Regions from separate parts of the Mus musculus genome. Here region 2 is linked to region 1. The links are chromatin contacts, called in public ChIA-PET maps. All regions are on one chromosome and are shown on one strand. Each heading gives the region's core, a stretch centred on a gene start, on an enhancer-like site or on the middle of the called end of the contact. The rest is flanking DNA. Distances are from core to core; before and after follow the strand shown.

Region 1 (3,551 bases), core at 295-2,794:
TATCTCTACTGTTTTCCATAATGGCTATAATAATTCACATTCCCAAAGACAATATATGAGGATTTCTTTTGAGAAGCTGTGGGGTTTTTTTGTTTTTTGTTTTGTTTTGTTTGTTTGTTTTTGTTTTGTTTTTTTGATTTTCAAGACAGGGTTTCTCTGTGTAGCCCTGGCTATCCTGGAACTCACTTTGTAGACCAGGCTGGCCTCAAACTCAGAAATCTGCCTGCCTCTGCCTCCCGAGTGCTGGGATTAAAGGTGTGCGCCACCATGCCTGGCTGAAGCTGTTGTTTTAACCAGGTGGTTTCCCCCCCCCCCTTTTTTTTTGTTTAGTTTTATTGTTTTTATTTTATTGTTTTACTTTAATGGGGTTATTTGTAACCCAGCCTGACCTCAAACCTAGCCGAGTATGAGGTTGAACTTCTGGACCTCCTGTCCAAATTTGCAGAGATCTGGAGTTATAAATGTGTACCACCACGCCTGTATTATGTGGTTTTAAGGACTGCTAAACAAGCCCTCTACCAGCGGACTTCCATTCTTTGTTTTTGAGACTGTGTAGCCTTGGTGGCCTGGAACTCACTATGTAGTCCAGGCCTTGGCCTTGAACTCCTAGAGATCTGCCTGTCTCTGCCTTCCAAATGCTGGATTAAGAGTATGCACTACTATGCCCAGTCTCACTAGGTGATTTTAATTATAATTTTAGTCATAACCTGGTTATGTGTCTTGATGAGATATGGGGCAGTAATCTGAATTACTACTGCGTATATCTAGGTGAAGTGCCCCATAATTTCTGTCTCAGATTTGGCTTCAGGGTTTAGGTGAGCCCCACCTTTCCCTCTTAGGTGCTGCCATTGAAAGGAGAATCTTCTACCTCCCACTGTACTAGATGAAACCAGCTTTCGGTGATTTTCCATTGGCTTTTGGGAAAAAAAAAAAAACAAAAAACAAAAAACAACAGCAAGTACATTTTGCATTAAAGTAGTTACTTCAAACCCCAGATTGCTCATTAATACAGCTTCAGTTTAGGCTGTTAATCTTTTTGTTTGTTTGTTTGTTTGTTTGTTTGTTTTCTGAGACAGGGATTCTCTGTATAGCCCTGGCTGTCCTGGAACTCACTTTGTAGACCAGGCTGGCCTCGAACTCAGAAATCTGCCTGCCTCTGCCCCCCCCCCCCCCCCCAGTGCTGGGACTAAAGGCGGGTACCACCACCACCCGGCTAGGGTGTTAATCTTTTACCAGTTGAATTTTCAAAGACTTTGGCCAGCACTCTTAATAGTTCTTTAGTAGGCTGAGAGGCTGAGTGAGAACCTCCGTGTTGTCTCAGCAGTTGGACCAGTTCCTTTAATAAACTGAATTTTGGTCAGTGGAAATTTAATCTAAGTTTGACATTTCATACCTGGAAGGTTGAGTCACAGAGAATACATAACAGATAGTAAAATCGAAATCTCAGAAGCTTCACCTTTAAGTGGCTGTTGCTAGGAGACTATGCTTTGATGGGAAACTTGAGAGAAGGTTGTTTCCTGTTAAGTGATCATGTGGAGATCCCCTTCTTTTCAAAACGGACTCTGTGTCAAAGCAAATAACACCAGTTATTCTTGCTGGTCTTTATTCCTACGTGTTTATAACCCACCCAGGTCTGGGAAATATGAGTAATGCTAAGAGTTAGCAGTCTTACATTTCGCCTCCTCTATTCCTTGTTCGTTTGAGCAGGCAGACGGGTGAGCTGTTGAGTGTTTTCATTGTGCAGTTTAAAAATGGTATTGTGAGGGCTGCCAAGCACCTCATCCAGTAAAGACGCATGTCACCAAGCTTGGATTTGACCCTTGGGTTCTACATGTGCCCCGTGACGTCTGCAAGCACACACTAAATATATGTGATTTTTTTTTTTTTTTTTTTTTTTTGAGATAGGGTTTTTCTGGCTGTCCCAGAACTTGCTCAGTAGACCAGGCTGGCCTTGAATACAAAGATCAGCCAGCCTCTGCCTTCTTGAGTTGTTCTGGGATTAAAGGTGTGTGCCACTGCTCAGCCAACTCAATGATTTTTTTAAAACCTGTGTTGATGGTATTCCCTTTGGATTGCTGGGAAGCTGACCCACACAGTAACATATTAGCAATAGTGTGTATAAAAAGAGAAGTTGGGGGATGCGGCTAGAATTCTAGAACTCTACCACAGTGACCCCTGGTTCCTGAAAACAGTTTTGCTTTGTACTGTTTCCTTGGTGTGGTGGAGAGGCTTGGCTTTCCAGTTGGGAAGCTTGATTCAGAAACAAAAAGGTCGGTGCCAGATGTAGGAGCAGAAAACTATGGGAACACGTGGTGATGGGCTGACCAAAGCAGAGGATTATAAAGAGAAAGGAAGGGCCCACAGACAGGAGGGAGCGGGAAGCAAATCCAGAAAGCCTGCATTTGATTCTTAGGCGGTAGAGAAGCTGAGCACATTCCTAAGGAGGAAAGTGGTAGAGTGTAGCCAAGGAAAGTGGGTTCTGCAACAGGCTGGTTCCACAGCCCCCATTGCTTTGAACATAACTCATTCCATATTCGCGCCTCGTGCAACCCCAAACCAGATTTAATCCAAGTTACTTTCCCAGAGTAGGTGCAGAAGTCTGGATTTGAGACATAGAATGGGCCTTCCATCAATAATAATAATAATAAAAATCACAAAAAGTCTATGGTCTCTGCTCCACGATCACTCATTGACGAAGGCCAGCAGTTCAAGGGTCTGGAGTGGCTACAGATGGGTGTGGTTTGGGCGAGACTTTGATACACTGGGAGCAGGATTAGTAGAGCTCCCTAGTTAACGTGGTCTCTAGTCCCATAGTGGGCCACTTCTCATACTGTCTTGGGGGCAGTCGCCCTGTGCAACTCATCTTCATACACACGGCATGCAGTGGAGCCTTGTCTTACTGTAATCTCATTGGACGGCAGATATCTTTACCTTCAGAAGGGTTGTTTCACTGTTACATTGATAATCATCTACTATTCACAAACCAAAGGCACAGATTCATTGCCTTACCCCCTCGCATGCTCACAGGAAATAACGTGATGTCTCATCTCGACACTTGCTCTGTTTGGGAGCCTGTGTCCACAGCCTCCGCATGACAATGATGCTGCAGCACACGGTAGCAGCTTGAGGGTGCTAATGATTCTTTCTAGCTTCTGGTACGTTCCTTGGCTTACAGTTACACCACTTTAAGCTTAGCCTCTGCCTTCACATGGCCTTTACCCTGCATCTCTATGTCTGAGTCTCCCTCTCCTTATTTCTAATAAGAATGCTAGCCATTACATCAGGGCCCCCTCACGGCTGTACAACTCCAGCTTACCTGAGTAACTTTTACAGAGACTATTTTCAAATAAAGTTATGTTCACAGAAGAAATCAGAACTTGAACATGTTTTAGGACAGGGGTCAGGGTAAGGGCATGGTAGCTTGTCACCTTTCTTGTGGGGTGAGGTGCTATGGGGCTCAAGAAAAGCTTCTATAGTGTTTTGGCCAGAGACCAACAGAGGATGCCGGGATAAGCCTTGGAGCCTATGTTTCTAAACAATGTGGCCAGGGT
Region 2 (3,551 bases), core at 591-3,090, 710 kb after region 1:
CCAAATAAGTCACAGAACATGCACAAAAGAGTGTTGTTTGCAAGTGGAAAGACCAGAACTCGGATACCAATCTTGCAAATATATCTTTAATATTTTTCTACAATATGGTGACTTGGGTGCCTAGAGAATCTGACTAATCGATGAACTCACCCCCGCACACAAAAATGTACACAATTAAAAATAATAATTTCAGTTCCTGCGTGGTCTCTAGGAGACGCCAAATTCAGATTAGGAATCACTTCTCTGTGCTCTCCTGGATGCGTCTGAGGGCCTTTATCAACCGAGAATATGATGCTTCACCGTTACTCCTGAAGACAAGGGTAGGGTTAATTTCTAAAGTGGGGATAAACTTTTGAGTAACCCTGGAAATAGTCTTCTTCATAGTGTCTTGATATTTAAAACATCCTAGAGAGAGCAAACACATTCCCCAGTGGTAACCATATTGGAAAGTAAGATCGTATTGAGTCATGAAGCCAAGGGAGACCTAGCATTTCAGGAAGACAATGAACAACTGTGGCCAAGGTGCCTAAGAGTTACGTGTCCCCTGCACCTATTTCCTCCTGTTTCCTTTCAGTAAAAGAAACCACTAACAGGACTCATGGCCACGTTTATAGGTAGGTACTACATTTTCTAGGCTCCTTTGCAGATAGATGTGGTTGTATGGCTGAGATCAAGTCAGGATTGTGAGAAAAAAAAGAGATGTAGGCAAATCCTAGATGAGTGTGTACCCTTCCGGTCTCATTTCCCAGCTTCCATGGACTTCAATGTGGACCTGGAAGTGGCTCAACATCAGTCAAGGACATGGGGCAGGGTTTTGAGGAACATTGAGGGACCCGAGGAGGGGAATGTGTATCTCCATATGATTTCATGGAGTGGATCAGCCTACCTGAGATGGGTAGCCGCCACCTCTAGCTCCCTTGTGAAAGAAAGAAATTAGCTTCTCTGGAATCATTGTGTGTAGGGATCCCTTTAGTACTCTAGACAGCACTACAACGAAGTCACACATCAGAAAAGATGACAGAGAAATCATATGGAGCTGAAGGGTGGGCGACTGATTGTTTCAGGTATAAGACTGGACCAGAAACCTGAAAGTAAGTTACAGAGCTAATCTTTCTACCCTCCATCTCTTAAGAGCACCATGGGTTCTAGAACAGTGGAGCACAAGTGTAATATGTCCCCAGGGTAATTGCCTTATAATGGCCAGGTTATAAAATAAGTACATAGACAAATCGCGAGGCTACTATCCCAACATGTGTCAAAAAAGAAAATGAAACTGGAAAAGTGGCTGAAAGGCTCTGCCTCACACAGAATGGTCAGGAGAATACCAAAGCAAAGTTGTAGCTGAGAAAAACTATATGAAAAATGATTAAGGCTAAAATTATAACAAGATCCTGGATGAGGGCATCAGGCAAAGGGAACGGCAAATATGGAGCCCTGGAGGAAGCAATACCCTTATTCAAGGCAAGCATCTCAATACCCCATTCCAATAATGCTCTATTTTGATAGAGTGATTTAAATTTTCAGACAGAAAAAAAAATCCCCTCAAATTCATTTCATGAGTAATTTCACTTCCCTGGCAGCTAGCAGGATAGTATTACCAGATGAAAGCTTACATGGAGAACCAATTAATTTATCAAGTAAGATTTCTTTTTTTGGCCTGAGTTGTTCTGGACACTACCAAACTATATGATTGATCTTCTCCTGCTAGACAGGTTTGCCATCAGCACATACCCACTTCTCAGCACACACTCACTTCCTCTTAGCACATACCCACTTCCTCTCAGAGCACACCCACTTCTTCTCAGCGCATGCCTACCTTCTGTCAGCACATAACCACTTCCTCTCAGAGTACACCTACTTCCTCTCAACACAAACCCACTTTCTCTCAGAGCACCACCTCTTCCTCTTAGTACCTGCCCATTTCCTTTCAGCACACACCTACTTCCTCTTAGTGCATCTCCATTTCCTCTCAGAATACATTCTCTTTCCTCTCAGAGTATACTCACTTCTTAGCACATACTCGCTTCTTCTCAGCGCCTACCTATTTCCTGTCAGCACATGCCCACTTCCTCTCAGTACATACCTACTTCTTCCCAGCACATACCTCTTTTCTCTCAAATTATATCCACTTTCACTCAAATTTATTTCCTATTACAAGCATATAGCTTGCAACTGAGGGTGATTAGTCAATGGTTTATGTTTGGAAACTTAACCATGGCAATATGTATGTTCTTAACAAAACATGTCAATTTTTAACGAGTGTCCTGAAGAAGTTAAAAAGTCACTCTGGGTGTGGGTGGTTTCATGGAGTCATGTGATGAGAACATTTAGAAGGAGCAGGTCTTTTGATGGCCTCCATGAAACAAAAAACAGTAGGAAGGAAGGAAAAAAATGTATAGTAACACAGTGCTTCCCTTTATGATGAAGATCATGCGAAACAGGACTGGAGAGATGCTTCAGCAGTTAAGAGCTCTTGCTGCTCTTCCAGAGGACCCACCAGGCAGCTCACAGCTGTCTGCAACTTCAGCTGCAAGGGACCTAATGCCTTTGATCTCCAAGGGTAGTATCACTAGTGTGCACATGCTCACACACACACACACACACATGCATGCATACACACATACATGCACACACATCTACACATAATTGAAAATATATCATTTTAAAATTCGTAGCAGAAATCTGAACCTGGGCTACACAAATGAAGTGAATGCATATGTATGATGTCATTTATTGTTTGTATCCTGTATATCAATTATTAAGATTTTTTTATCCAATTATTTTTGCTAGAGGAGGGGCGTAATTATGTTTCTGTGTCTAAAATTATTGTCCAATAAAGAAACCATCAAAGGGCATATAGCCAACATGGATAATGAAAATAATATCATAGAGGAAGTTAAAGAAATTAAGAAAAAACATTATGTACATTTTCAGGATTTTTGTCACATTGGTAGCATATATTGCCTTTATAAACATATTTTTAAAAGATTTATTTATTTGTTTGTTTGTTTGTTTTATGTATGAGTACACTGTAGCTGTCTTTAGATACACCAGCAGAGGGCATCAGATCCCAGAGCAGATATTTGTGAGCCATCATATGGTTGCTGGGAATTGAACTCAAGTCCTCTGGAAGAGCAGGCAGTGCTCTTAACTGCTGAGCCATCTCTCTAGCCCATAAACATAATTTATTGTAAGTACGTTTTAAGAAAACGTTTTAATCAATTCTTTCTTCTTTCTCCTCCTCCTCTTCCTCCTCCTCCTTCTTCTTCTTCCTCATCTTCATCTCCTCCTTCTCCTCCTCCTCTTCTTTTTGTGTATAAATGTGTTGTTTGTGCCCTAGACTGCCTGCTGCCCAACCCTACCTTGGGGTTAGAGATGAGGTGGCCTGGAATCAACAGCTCAGACTCCAGGAGCAGTTAGAACACTGCAGGAAGCTCCTTTAACGCCTTTCACCCACGTCCCACTGGTCCCCAGCAAGCATCTCTTCCAAACATCAGTTCCTGATTGGCTGACGTTGTCTGAATCAGCAATCCTTGGTCTCCGAGGCAGTC

Evidence for each region. ChIA-PET counts read pairs in DNA pulled down with a chosen protein or histone mark.
Region 2: a contact with region 1 is called in an RNA polymerase II ChIA-PET map of memory CD8 T cells, with 4 times the contacts expected there. The contact joins two enhancer-like sites. A contact is called at or near these places in 15 of 39 promoter capture datasets (the 3T3-L1 cell line, 3T3-L1-derived adipocytes, the C10 cell line and 8 more), 2 of 484 Hi-C or Micro-C datasets (adipose-derived mesenchymal stem cells and palatal mesenchyme) and 3 of 115 datasets of contacts at active chromatin or transcription factors (embryonic stem cells, large pre-B cells and memory CD8 T cells).

What each region holds. Positions count from the first base shown.
Region 1 is chr10:7,823,282-7,826,832 of GRCm38.p6, forward strand. No RefSeq gene overlaps it. Among named protein-coding and RNA genes, the nearest start is that of Zc3h12d, 7.4 kb to the right of the region's middle. Within about 2 kb of position 1,545, at least 47 of the 459 cell types and tissues checked have an H3K27ac peak or open chromatin away from gene starts, as enhancers often do. A contact at or near this core is called in memory CD8 T cells, where this site is marked.
Region 2 is chr10:8,533,786-8,537,336 of GRCm38.p6, forward strand. No RefSeq gene overlaps it. Among named protein-coding and RNA genes, the nearest start is that of Ust, 17 kb to the left of the region's middle. Within about 2 kb of position 1,841, at least 26 of the 459 cell types and tissues checked have an H3K27ac peak or open chromatin away from gene starts, as enhancers often do. A contact at or near this core is called in memory CD8 T cells, where this site is marked.